Linked DNA regions of Oryzias latipes: region 1 is linked to region 2. The links are chromatin contacts, called in public Hi-C maps. All regions are on one chromosome and are shown on one strand. Each heading gives the region's core, a stretch centred on a gene start, on an enhancer-like site or on the middle of the called end of the contact. The rest is flanking DNA. Distances are from core to core; before and after follow the strand shown. Region 1 holds the start of dym (dymeclin). Region 2 holds the start of LOC101164575 (sphingosine 1-phosphate receptor 3).

What was found. Hi-C and Micro-C count contacts between places; a contact is called where the count stands out from the background.
Region 1: a contact with region 2 is called in a Hi-C map of embryo, with 3 times the contacts expected there. The contact joins the promoter of dym here to the promoter of LOC101164575 in region 2. A contact is called at or near these places in 3 of 5 Hi-C or Micro-C datasets (embryo and fibroblasts).

The regions. Positions count from the first base shown.
Region 1 is chr12:9,818,228-9,823,950 of ASM223467v1, reverse strand. It overlaps dym (dymeclin), which reads left to right and starts at 3,943. Exons shown (of 17, transcript XM_023961045.1): 1 at 3,943-4,170; 2 at 4,792-4,997. The coding sequence starts at 4,858. It overlaps rad1 (cell cycle checkpoint protein RAD1), which reads right to left and starts at 336. Exons shown (of 7, transcript XM_023961056.1): 1 at 184-336.
Region 2 is chr12:9,526,685-9,533,250 of ASM223467v1, reverse strand. LOC101164575 (sphingosine 1-phosphate receptor 3) reads left to right here and starts at 4,623. Exons shown (of 2, transcript XM_011481614.2): 1 at 4,623-4,739; 2 at 5,006-6,566. The coding sequence starts at 5,092. The coding sequence ends at 6,213.

The DNA.
Region 1 (5,723 bases), core at 2,694-5,193, 290 kb before region 2:
GACTTTACTGCTATCAAATTAGCTGCTAATAGTGTTTCTGTCGTATGTTTTTCTTAAATAATATTTTCAGAATTTCCTTCAACTTTGCCATGTTAATAAATTAGCTGTGTTAGCTAGGCTACTTTTTCAGCTTTGCAGCTTGAGATAAGGAGTAATAAACGACACAAAAGCAACTTTTACCTTTTTTTAACTTGCTTTTAAAGGGGTGCTCCACTGATCTATAATTGTCCTGGTTGGTTGGAAAACTGCGGACATGTATCGAAGAAATGCGCCCGATTTGTAGCAACTTCCGGTTTGGTCTTCCCTCAACGGAAGTTGCGTTTCTGTGCGGCACACTATGTTCCAGAGATTTCGCTCCTGAGTCGAAACTGAACAACTCTTCGTGACCGCAACAGCTGTCTCTACTAAGGCCGGTGGTTTGTGATCGTATTTAGAAAAAAGGGTAAGTTTATTGAAATTATCTGGCTTGACACCATGTCTGCTGGTTTTCCGTGTTCGTTATGTAAGCCGCAAAAAGAGCACGAGAAGTTGGAAGCTAACTCACTACGTACCGGTGAGACATATATTTCTCTAGAACTGTTTCCCTCAGGGAAAAAAAAAATACTAGAAATAGATACATGTCGTTTTTAAATAATGGAATATATATTAGATAGATCCGAAATAGTCCTTTAATAAAGCTGAATAACTGAGGCAGCTAACTTAAGCTTCATCAACTTTGCTGACGCAGTTCAAGTTAAGCTAGCTCATCAGGCTGTCTGTCTAACTGTCAAATGTTTATCTTACTTTTGGGACTACAGCGCCACCTTTTGAGGCTTTGTTCTCCTTATATTTTTTTCTTTTAATTACTCAATTTTCCTGCTGCTTTAAAGCAATCAAACTGAGTTGGTCAAACAAAGTTTGTTAAAATTGTTTTTGGACAAATGGTTTTTTAGGAGTTTTTCCTTACCGCGAAGGGGGGTCTAAGGGCAGGGATGCCAGTATAGCTTAGTCAGTTTGTTAGTTCTTTTTAGTATTTTCCTATTGAACTCTTTGTATTCATGATCCTTTTGAGTTCATGTTTTACTTCGAAGCCCATCGAGATGACTGTTGTTGTGATTTTGGGCTATACAAATAAAATTGAATTGAATGGAATTCAAAGGTAGAGCAGCGCTCAAATCTCAATACACGGTCCACAAATGGACACAAATAGATGAATCAAACTTTGTGGCAATATGATACAGTCCAAATCTTCTACCTAATTGTAGACAATGTATTTATTATTCATTTATAAAACTATAAACAAAATGCCAACGAGAGAAACTTACTTACTGCCACTTTTTACTTTTATCAATTAAGCAAAGTCCTTAACATAGAAGCTTCAAACATAAAGACTTGGTATTCTGCGTCTTTAATATTGATTTTCCCCTTGTGGTTATTTGATTTAGGCCTTGTTTGCAGTCCTGTGGGGAAAAAAGGATTGTAATATGTTTATAGCACACAAAACGCATCCCTCCCTGTAGTTCCCCTTTAGACAATTGTAATTGGCCCGACCAGGTAGAAGCAAGCTTGTGATTGGACGTCTTTTTATTTGTATCATTTGGACTTTAAAGTCCCACTCAAATCATCTTTGTGATCTTTTTTAAAAGGTTCCCAGTGGCCTCGTTATTATGACGATGCCGTTTTAGTCACACACAACAAACAAACAAAAAACCTGTGTTGTTCTTAGAATTCACTTCTAAGTTGTGGGCGGGACCATTAGTGCGGAGTAAGCCTTCCTCCACTTCCCATCATCCATTTGTTTACACACTCATCTGCTAGTTTACAGCCTTTTACACCAACCTAACATTACCAGTGGCAGATGCCAGCCTTGACAAGAAAAACAAGGACGTAGATGGACGCATAGGAATGGAACGGCGAAGGGAGTGTGTGGTGTACTTTGGCACCTGTGTCACAAGAACACTAAGAACACTGTTTCCATTGGACTGTGTTTTTAGAACGGCAAAGGCAGTAGAGAGCACAACAGGAAGAGAAACTGACAAACTGTATATTAGAAGCCTATTATTTACTTCCAGATCAATTTGATATATTTTTACCAAGATAATCTTGTTTGTATCAGTGGTTTTCAACCAATACTGCTATTACTCCCAGTGCTGCATCTATTTTTTGATATATATCCATATCTTTTACATCCCTAAAAATATAGTCAATGGTTCAAGCCCCTTTTTTAATGTGCTCTTAATTTTTTACAACAGCCTAATTTTTTTACTTTAGTCATGTGGTCGTACTAAGCAGAAGTAGCCTTTACCATGATGGAATGCAAACACGCAGGTTTATTACACCATAAACCCACATCCAAAGATTTCTGAGAACAAAAAAAAAAAACATGTTAGGGAATCGAAACAAATCTCTTCATTTTAACCTTTTCTTACTCATTTGTCTGTCTTCTTTGTTTCAGTCTTGACAGCTGAGATCATTATCTGAGACACAACCATGGTTTGCATTCCCTGCATTGTGATTCCTGTCCTGCTATGGGTCTACAAGAGGTTCCTGGAACCCATCCTCTACCCGTTCATTTCCCCCATCATCAACTCATTCTGGGGAAAGAAGGCAGTCCAGAATACGGCAGCGGGTGATCAGAAAGTCTGTCAAGAAACTAATGGGACTTGCAAGGTAATCACGCAATAGTATGAAAATATATTTAAAAAAACAAACTTCTAACACTTTTAAAATTCACTTTTAATGTTATGAGTCTAAATAAATCCATAGAAGTGAAACAAAATATGTAATTATACTTTTGTCAGATAATTTATAGCATGCTTCTTTTCTAAAACTATGGTAACCAATAAAAGGTCTAGAAAGCAGGTGTTAAAAGACAATTGTTTGTGATTTTGCGATTGTTGTATTTTTGTCTTTCAGGCTGAAAGCAACAGTGAGATGACTTCAAATGGGTCTGCCTTAACAGCAGATAAGAAGACAGATTAACAGTTTAAAATGAAATGAAAAGATTCCTCTAATGTAAAATGGAGATGCTATGAATTAACTTATCAGTTGTGTACTATTGACTTTTTAAAAATGTATTCCCAGCTGTTGTTTTGCACATTCTCTATGTTTTATTACTGTATATATATTTTTCTTTAGGAACATTAACTTAATTCAATAAATTCCTCAAGATTGAATGTTCATGTGTAACTTTTGGTCTGATGACATTCTGGCATATTGTGCATTGTATTTTTTTTTGCAAATTATTTTTTTGGCTGATGGTTCTCTGCAATAAAATATTAGTCATTTTTGTGGTTTTCAGGGGTAAGCGAGGTAAAGTGCTGAAAAAATTCTCTAAAATAAAATAACCTTTTTTTGCTATGGTTATGTCACATGTATTTTTTGTAACCGTAGACTTCTTGTCCTCTTGTGTTCATCAACATTTTGACCTTTTGTAAAATTTCCCAAAAGCATTTAATGTTTCCTTGTCTGTAAATGACAGACACAGTTGTCTTCTCATCAGCCTGGGGGTCTGGTTTTTGTTACTTATCGCAAAGTGTGGGGGGTGAAAAATGCATTTGTCCTTGTTTGGTGTAAGAAAAAAACCACACAGGAAGACGAAAGCCCCCTGGTGTCTGCTGGTGGATCACCGTCAAGGAAAGTAAATGAAAAACGGAAATGGACTAAAAACGACTTCCGAGATATTTTAAAAAAAAAAGCTATAACATAATTTTTTTTTATCATATTGCATATTATTATATTTACATTTTATTATATTGCATAAATGATTGAAGTAGAACAGTCCACACAATTTTTTTCTTTCCCCCCTTTTTTTCTTTTAATGCGTTCATTGTTGCCATACTAAAAATGCTTCATTTAAAGATTATTTAAATTAATTTATTGTTGGTTTAAAAATAAGACTGGCTAAAACGGTCCAAAATTGAACTAAAGGGATTCTAAAAAATGCGTAGCGATGCAACGGGCTTACGTCATTCTGACGCCAGGGGTGGCGACGTGGAGAACATGGAGGACACGAGTGTGTAGAGTAAACTCAGCTCGGAATCAAACCCTAATTTTTAAATTGGCATTTAACATTTTTCGCCGATAAAACTGACATTGAGTGGGACGGTAACAAAGCATCACCACTGAACGGACGTGGGGGGCAGTGGACTGACCGCGCAGAAATAAACACAGGAAATTCTAATTTGACAGGTAAGCGGAGCGGTCAGCTGATGATGCAGCGGACGTTAGCCGCTTTAAGGCTGTTAGTCAACGATCAGCTGAGGAGACATGGTACGGAATTGGACCCACGTTTAGCTGTACATTGATTATATTTGACAACAGTCGTTTAGCAGAGTTAAAGTAACGAATACGTGTAATAATGGTCTGTTTACTTTGAAGCCGGTACTAGCTAGCCCATTTGGTTAACTAGCCAATAAAATTCAGGACACTGCAAAATTCATTCAATTATAGTATGCTAAATTGTCCATTGGGTTTGGGTGTAATTTTCAGAATAAAAAAATAACTTTTACTTGAAAACGTTTAACTATTTGTTCTCTGCAGCTAGCAGCACTTTCGTCAAATCCCTTATTGGTCTACTTGTGTGCTAAAGGTGTGTCATTCGAATAAAACAAAGCATGTCCTGGTTTGCTGCAATAAAGCTCACATTTATAAAAGCCTCCATGTCTTATTACTGTTAAAACTGTCAATAAGGACCCAATTTCCCCATTTGCTCAGACAGACAAAAAAGCTGTTTTATGTCTTTTCAGCTTTATTATTTTTTTGTTTTTTGTTTTTTTAGACTTGAAGCTGACCAAATCTTTTTACTCCAAGATTTGGCTTATGCCCGGCGAATAACATCTGACGAGGGACAAGTCTGGCTGGACAGAGTCGGCAAAGATGGGAGCCAACACCAGTCAGGTCAGCGACCTGTCCAATAACCACAACCTCAAGGCCCTGGTAGGACCTGAGTCCATATCTGAGAATGATCCCTTCTGGAACCAGCTCATCTCCTTCACATTCATCAGTCCCACTAGCAGGTAAAGGCACTTTTATTTTGTGCTGAGATGTTTTATCAAAAGGTTTCAATTTTCTGCTCTTGAACTCTGCCACCTTTGGCCATTTTTGTGTCTCTTGTTGGTTAAAGAGGATTTAATGTTGCTAAATCTATTCATTTTATTGTTAACTATGTGTTATCTTGCATAAAATCAACAGTTTGATTCCAATGAGGCCTTAGACTAAAATCAGAGGAGAGGAAGTTGGAAATGTCAACAGTTACGTTTTTCCAAGGAACTATCCAAGGTTACAACACAATATTTCCAAATCGTTGACAGCTAATTGAACCCCAGGCATTAATTCCCACTCCAATGAAAAATGGGTTTTTAACATGTTCTTGTAGCATTTTTCTCATGATGGAGAACATGTATAAGAAAATGAAGATTATAGCTGGTCCGGGTATTCCTTTTTTCAAATTGTTGCGAATCAGGAGAAGACGAGAAAATGCCTTTACATTACATTTTTTTGTTGCACTGGTAATGCTAGGTTGAGGGTGTGAGGGCCTGTAAGCTAGCGGTAGAGAATGTGAACAAAGGGATGGTGGGAAATGAGGGTAGGCTCACTCCACACCAAGAGTTCCACCCACAACTCAGAGGGGAATTTCTGATGAACTCCTGCCGCTCTGCAGAAACTATGTCCTAAAAAAAACACAACACAGTTTCTTTTTATTTTGGCTAAAAAAAAAACAAAATCATAATTAAAACAACACT
Region 2 (6,566 bases), core at 3,374-5,873:
GCAGAGAAAGCTCATCTCTGGACATTCGCACTTCACTAGAGTCCTCTGCTATGAAGGTTTAATGTTGCCAGTCAATTTATCTGCATCATAATCAATCATGAACGCACACATCCAATGTCTATAGACAATGCACTTAGCTTCTATTCAGCATCTAGATTAACAAGAAACAATTTGGAAAACCTTTATTTCAGAGAGAAGAACTGAAGCTGTAAGTATTTCAAATCCAACAGCAATCATGTTTTGATCCATTTTAAGAGCGTTTTCAGTGGTCTTTAATTGTGATTATGCAGCTTAAAAAAAGGGGTTTTCTAAGACGTAGTTTCTGCAGAGTGGCAGTAGTTCATTAAAAATCCGCGTCTGATTTGTGGGCAGGACTGTTACCGGGGAGTGGGCTTTTCCCCAATTCCTGTCATCCATCTGTTTACACGATCTCCTGCTAGCTTACAGCCCCTCAAAACCCCAAGCTAACATTACTGGTGCAACAAAAATGTCAGCAATATTGAAGCTCTACAGCTGTACAGTTTTGTTCCAGCTCCGACAAGGAAAACAAAGAAGTACAAGGATCAATTTGTCTGCAACTGCATTGAATGGAGCAGGGCAGGGAGTTTGTAGCCTGCGGAGGGTAATTTTATGTAACTACAAGCTTTTTCAAACATTTTTTTCATGTACTGATGATTCCCAATGGATTTAAATAAAGAAATACTCAGAAATGTATGAGTGTCTAATTATTTGCATTACTTTCAATTGTAATCTGATCAATTATTTACACATAAATGCTGCTATTTTAACAGCTTAATTAGCTATGACAAGTAGGAATAATCCAGCACGCAAAGCAATTAACCAGAAATATTTCATTAAGTTTTAACACGACTAAAAATAAAATAAAAAAGCAGCAAGTGCTATAAAGGAGCAGCGTGTTCTCTGGTGCACAGAAAGACTTGTGATCACGAAGGTTCTACTGTCTGGGGCTGGCTGTGGCTAACTAGCGGAATTTTTTGTTTAGTGTTATTAGAGATGGTTTTACCATCTGTGAGGCTCAGGGGAGGTTAAACATGCACTGCATTAAAAGGATGCAGCCTGTCCTTTATAAAAAGAAACTATAACACACATTTGGGATTTTTAGGGGGGATATAACTGATGCGTTTAGAAATAAAACAGCACAAGAGACAGTGACTACCATCCTGCTGACATGAATGACAGCAAAACTAAAACGGTGAAGCTGCAGCCTGAAACGTAACATTTTACCCATACTCTGCAGACTATGAATATACATAGACTGCTTCTGACCACATATTATGGGTTAGTACAAGCTGATGGTTTCATGCTCAGCCCAAGGTTTTGCAAATGCAGATGTGAGCCCCACACCACTGCAGTTAGCTGAGAAAAGATTTTCCAACCAATGTCTGCTAATCCAGCTGACATTCCACAAACCCGCTCGGTGATTGGTCCCAGATTTTCTCTGTCTGCATCCAGAGTATCACCCGTGTTCCCATAGCTGCTGGCACCTTGTGACCAGCAGGAAATGACTCAGAACTGGGACTGGAACAACGCTAATGGACCATTTTTGGACCACATCTGTTTATTCAGCCACACAAAAAGATTCTCAGAGGTTAATAACTGCAAAAACGGGAAGATATCCACAGTGTGAGCATCTTGAGGCACAAAGACAAGCGTTGAGATTCTGCGCGATTTTGGTCTATGACTCATTTATTCTTGATTTAGTTTAACTTGTGTCTCTCTGTGGAAACTTTTGGGTCAAAAAACGTCTCCAGATTCCACTTTGTCCCATCTGTTTCAAAGAGCCGTCTTTGCGCCTTATAGACCTCCGTCTGGGTGCCCTGCCCATCCTTCCTGGTTATGAGGTCATGAATGGAGGGCCAGAACAAAGGATGGGCCCGGCCGTCTTAGCAGACTCCTACAGCACACTTCATTTGTCCAATTCAAGTAAAAAAATAAAATAAAAGAAAAAGAAAAAGACAGATCTTCTGCTGACTTTTCAAGAAACTCTAAATACCCCCCCCCCCATTTGAGCTAAACATGCTCTGTGCCCTCTTGGGGTTCAGCTGGCAGGAAAAGCTGTCCAGTACAGTGAGAAAAGCCTGGGAGTGCATGTACAGGCAGTGAGTATGCAGATCCGGGCTGCAGAGCTCAAATGCTTTCATGGCTACAAAGAAGGATCAACACAAAACTGTGTCAGGTGTTTCTGCATTCAGTTTCACACAATCACTGAATAATACTTTGTCGTGGTTTAACAGCAACACAACCGTCAATCAAAGACCTCCCGGTTTGATGGCGGTTCTATAAATCACCAGAGAAGCAGCCACACATAAGGACGAAATGTTTTTTTGTCTCTTCCTCCTCTGGCCTCATATTTGCCTTTTACTTGGCCGCCCTTCTTTCCCTTTCATGTCCACCCCTCCCTCCTCCATGACAAACCTTTCTCCTCCCTTTCTCCACCTCTCAGCGATCACCAACAGGTCCATCACCACAAACTTTCTTTAGCGTTCTTCTTTGTCATCGTGCAGCAGAGCTCCTACAAGTTCCTCCAGAGCTCGAATTATTGAAGACCTCGATTTTGGCTGAAGGTGAACAGACAAAAGGAAACATGTAGCAGATGCATTCAAAAGTAAATAAATACTCAATACAAGATCTCAATTCAACATAAAGGAAAATCCTGAACATAAAACTAGATTATTATTAGTGGAACTGCTCATGGTTTCTTAATTGTACAAAAAAATCAATAAGAACTCAAGTTGGGATGTTTTTCACCCAATTCTGAGGCTAATGAGGATTAACTTAAAAAACAACTCAGGACATAAAACAAATTAGGTTAAAATGAAACTACTAGAACCCAGAACATTTTTGTTTGATGTTAAACTTTAAAAAAATATTGATTTTGTTCATTATTTTGGAAAATGTATGCACAATTTCAGGGTAAAGTCAAACATAGATTGGAGGCATTTTATGATTTATTTTAGACTGGAATAATCATCAAAACTATTTGATCTAATGCCTAATGTGGCTGGAAAACTTATGAAAATGAGGACAGTTAGACTGTACAGAAACTTAACAGTAGGTTTTAGTTTCAGCTTAAAAAGTCATTCAGACACATGTTGTGAAGTTTCTCTACTTTAACATTGATCAAGTTTCTGTCTGACTGAAACTGTGAGTAAAACAGACATGGACTAAGTTTTTTTTTAATCCACTTGTGAAGAACCCTGAATACTTTAGAGTCCCTCCGATCATCTTTGGATTTATTATAAAAGCCTTCGCAGTGGTCTTTTAATTGTGATTATGCTTTTTTTAGCTATAAATGTAAAACAGAAAAACTGGTTTTCTGGGACAAAGATGGAACCTGACATCATTGGCCAGACGTGGAAGATAAAACCCAAAAGTACCCTAAACCAAAAGTGTTTAGAATTATGGAAAAATTTATTAAAATCCGCAAGGGTGAGGGTCACCCGTTACAATACCCAATATGTGGGTATTTGGTTCCGGACTTACAGTTCTGGGCGTTTATGTCTGCAGCCAGGTCCCCTTGGTAGCTGAGCGGGGTGCAGCAGGGAGCTTTTGGCCCGCGCAGCGGATTTTCTACATCACAAATACAAACTGTTTCAAACTGCATTTTTTCATCTGCTCCTGATTCACAACGATTTGAATAAAGCAATACTCAGAACAGACATTTTAAGCTTCATTTCCTTAATATGTGTCCTCCATCGCAAAGGAGACGCATAGCGCAAAAGTCTGAGAAAATTGCGATAAACTGATACCTTAAATGTGTTACAACAATCTCTTTGCAGCTTGAAGTATTAAATGAATCAAATAAATCCCTTTTATGTTAGATGCTCGCCTCCTATGTAGACGAGGGTCATTTGGAGAATAATGGAAGTTATGATGACTCTTATTTAAATTAAACTGTTGCAGTGAAATTAAATTGATGTTTTGGGTTGTTTTGGTATTTGTGCAAATAATATCTTCATTGCAATATTGATCACTAATATCGCAAATTGCAAGTTTTCCTCATATCGTGCAGCCCTAATTATTAACCATGACAAAAGTGTTTGATAAGGTTTTGATCCTTTTATTTGTAATGATCTTCCACTCCGCTGTTCTCGTTTGCCACCCTTTTAAAGTCTTCTCCCCCCTTTTGCCCCCCCCCCCCCCCCATAAACTGTTCTAGCTCCACCACTGTTGTACAGAAACTTCACAAAATACGTTTTAATTACCATTTTAGAATGAAATTATGAGGGGACAATTATTAATTTGACAACATAGAGAAAACAAGACTATATAAAGTCAATAAAAAGCTGGTTTGGACAAAGGTGGATGTCAACTTCCTAACAAAGAAACACATACAATATCTTTAAAGTGTCGAGAACTGTTGAGATTTATCCCAGAAGATTACATTTGTCTTGATGAATGGTTTAAACGTGAACTTCCGTGCTGTGTTTGTATGAATGAACCTTTGACGTGACCTCTGGCCGCCTCCGTCCGGGCTGAGGCGGGAACGACTCCGGGGGCAGGCGGGGAGGGAGCAGCTGACTGACTTCCAGCCCACCGCGCGCCGTCGAGCTGCGGACTCCTCGGAGAGCGGCTCGGAGATGGGGAGCTGCTGGTGTCCGTGACCGGACCGCGGAGAGCAGCTTCGAGAGGATGTCCCATGGAGGTCGAGAGGAGAAAGAACTTGTCGGTGCTGAATTTGGTTGAGTTTTCGGGGAACTTTCAGAGTCTGTCCGGCGGTGAGTTGAAGGCTCACGCGGCCGCCAGCGCGCGCGCTCTCTCTCTCAAACCGCTCCGCGTGCGCGCGCAGCTGTGACCAATTTACTTTAAATTTGTAACTCAAAAAACGAATGAATTTAGTTTATACATTTTTGTAACTGTAATTTAAAAGCTTTTTAGACAAATATTTATTAATTATTGTTCTTTTATGTAAAAGAATACCCAACTTATGGGCACTTTTACAAGATAAAAGTATTTTGTTGTCGTGTTTGTTGCTGTTTTATAGATAATAACCAGCATCCTCTGGGGTTAAATCACCCTGAAGTGCCAGCTCAAGTCTGATATCCAGTGTCAGCAGATGGTGATTCCAGGATGAACCCCATTATCTGCCTCCACTACAACTACACAGGGAAGCTGGGCCACCGGAACTGCTCGGGCTCCAGCCCAGGCACCGTCGACGCCAAAACCACGGTGTTCCTCATCATTTGCTGCCTGATCGTCCTGGAGAACCTCACTGTCCTGGTGGCCATATGGAGGAACCACAAGTTCCACAACCGCATGTACTTCTTCATCGGTAACCTGGCGTTGTGCGACCTCCTGGCTGGAGTTGCCTACGCGGTAAACCTGTTCCTGTCCGGAGAGAAGACCCTGCAACTCTCCACCACGGTCTGGTTCATCAGAGAGGGCAGCATGTTTGTAGCACTTAGTGCCTCCATCTTCAGTCTCCTGGCTATCGCCATTGAGAGACACCTGACCATGATCAAAATGAGGCCTTACAACAGCAACAAGAACTACAGGGTCTTTCTGCTGATCGGCGCCTGCTGGGTCGTTGGCATAACGCTTGGAGCTTTACCAATCTTAGGGTGGAACTGCTTGGACAACCTCAGCGACTGCTCCAAAGTCCTCCCTCTTTACAGCAAGAAATATGTAGCCTTCTGTATCACAGTGTTCATGGGTTTGCTGTTAGCCATGTCCATCCTGTACGCACGCATCTACATCCTCGTCAAGTCCAGCAGCCGGAAAGTAAGCAAGCACAGCAGCTCGGAGCACGCCATGTCCTTGCTGCGCACCGTCATCATCGTAGTCGGGGTTTTCATCGTCTGCTGGACACCCGTTTTTATCTTACTCCTGGTTGACGTGTCGTCTGAGGAGCGCTTCTTCATCATCTACAACGCAGAGTGGTTCATTATCGTGGCCATGCTCAACTCAGCCATGAACCCGGTCATCTACACTCTGGCCAGTCGAGAGATGAGACGGGCCTTCCTGGGTCTGATCTGCGGCGCCTGCTACAGGCATAGGGGTTCCGCCACAGGCAGCGGGAACAGGCAGTATTTGGAGCCCAGCCGGAGCCGGAGCAAGTCGTGGAGCAGCCAGAACAACCCCAACCAGCAGCACCAGCCCAGCTCCAGTCAGGCAGAACTGGAAAAGGATCGAGAGGCAGATCCCGGCAAAGCCTCTGGGAGGAAAGGAGCCGCGTGGGAAGAAAAAGACTGAAAAGACGGAAATAATCCAATGTGGAGAGAATGACTGGCAAACAAACAAAACTGGTCCAGAATTGAACATTCCTGCAGTGAGCTGTGACCTTGATGCAGGTGCATGGTGGCATTTGCAATTGGGAAGTATGTGCAACCTCTGTCATTGAAAGGCTTCTTAAGATACTCCCATTTGACCTTAACCATATCAGCACCCAAGTAGAATACACATGACGGATGAGAGGGTATAAAGAAAGGTATGTATAAAGACTATTACAGGCTTATTATCTTGGGGGAGGGGGCAAGCTAAAGTTGTTTTCATACCAGAATAGGAAGTGTACATTTGTTGTTAATTTATTGACTAAAAAGTAGATC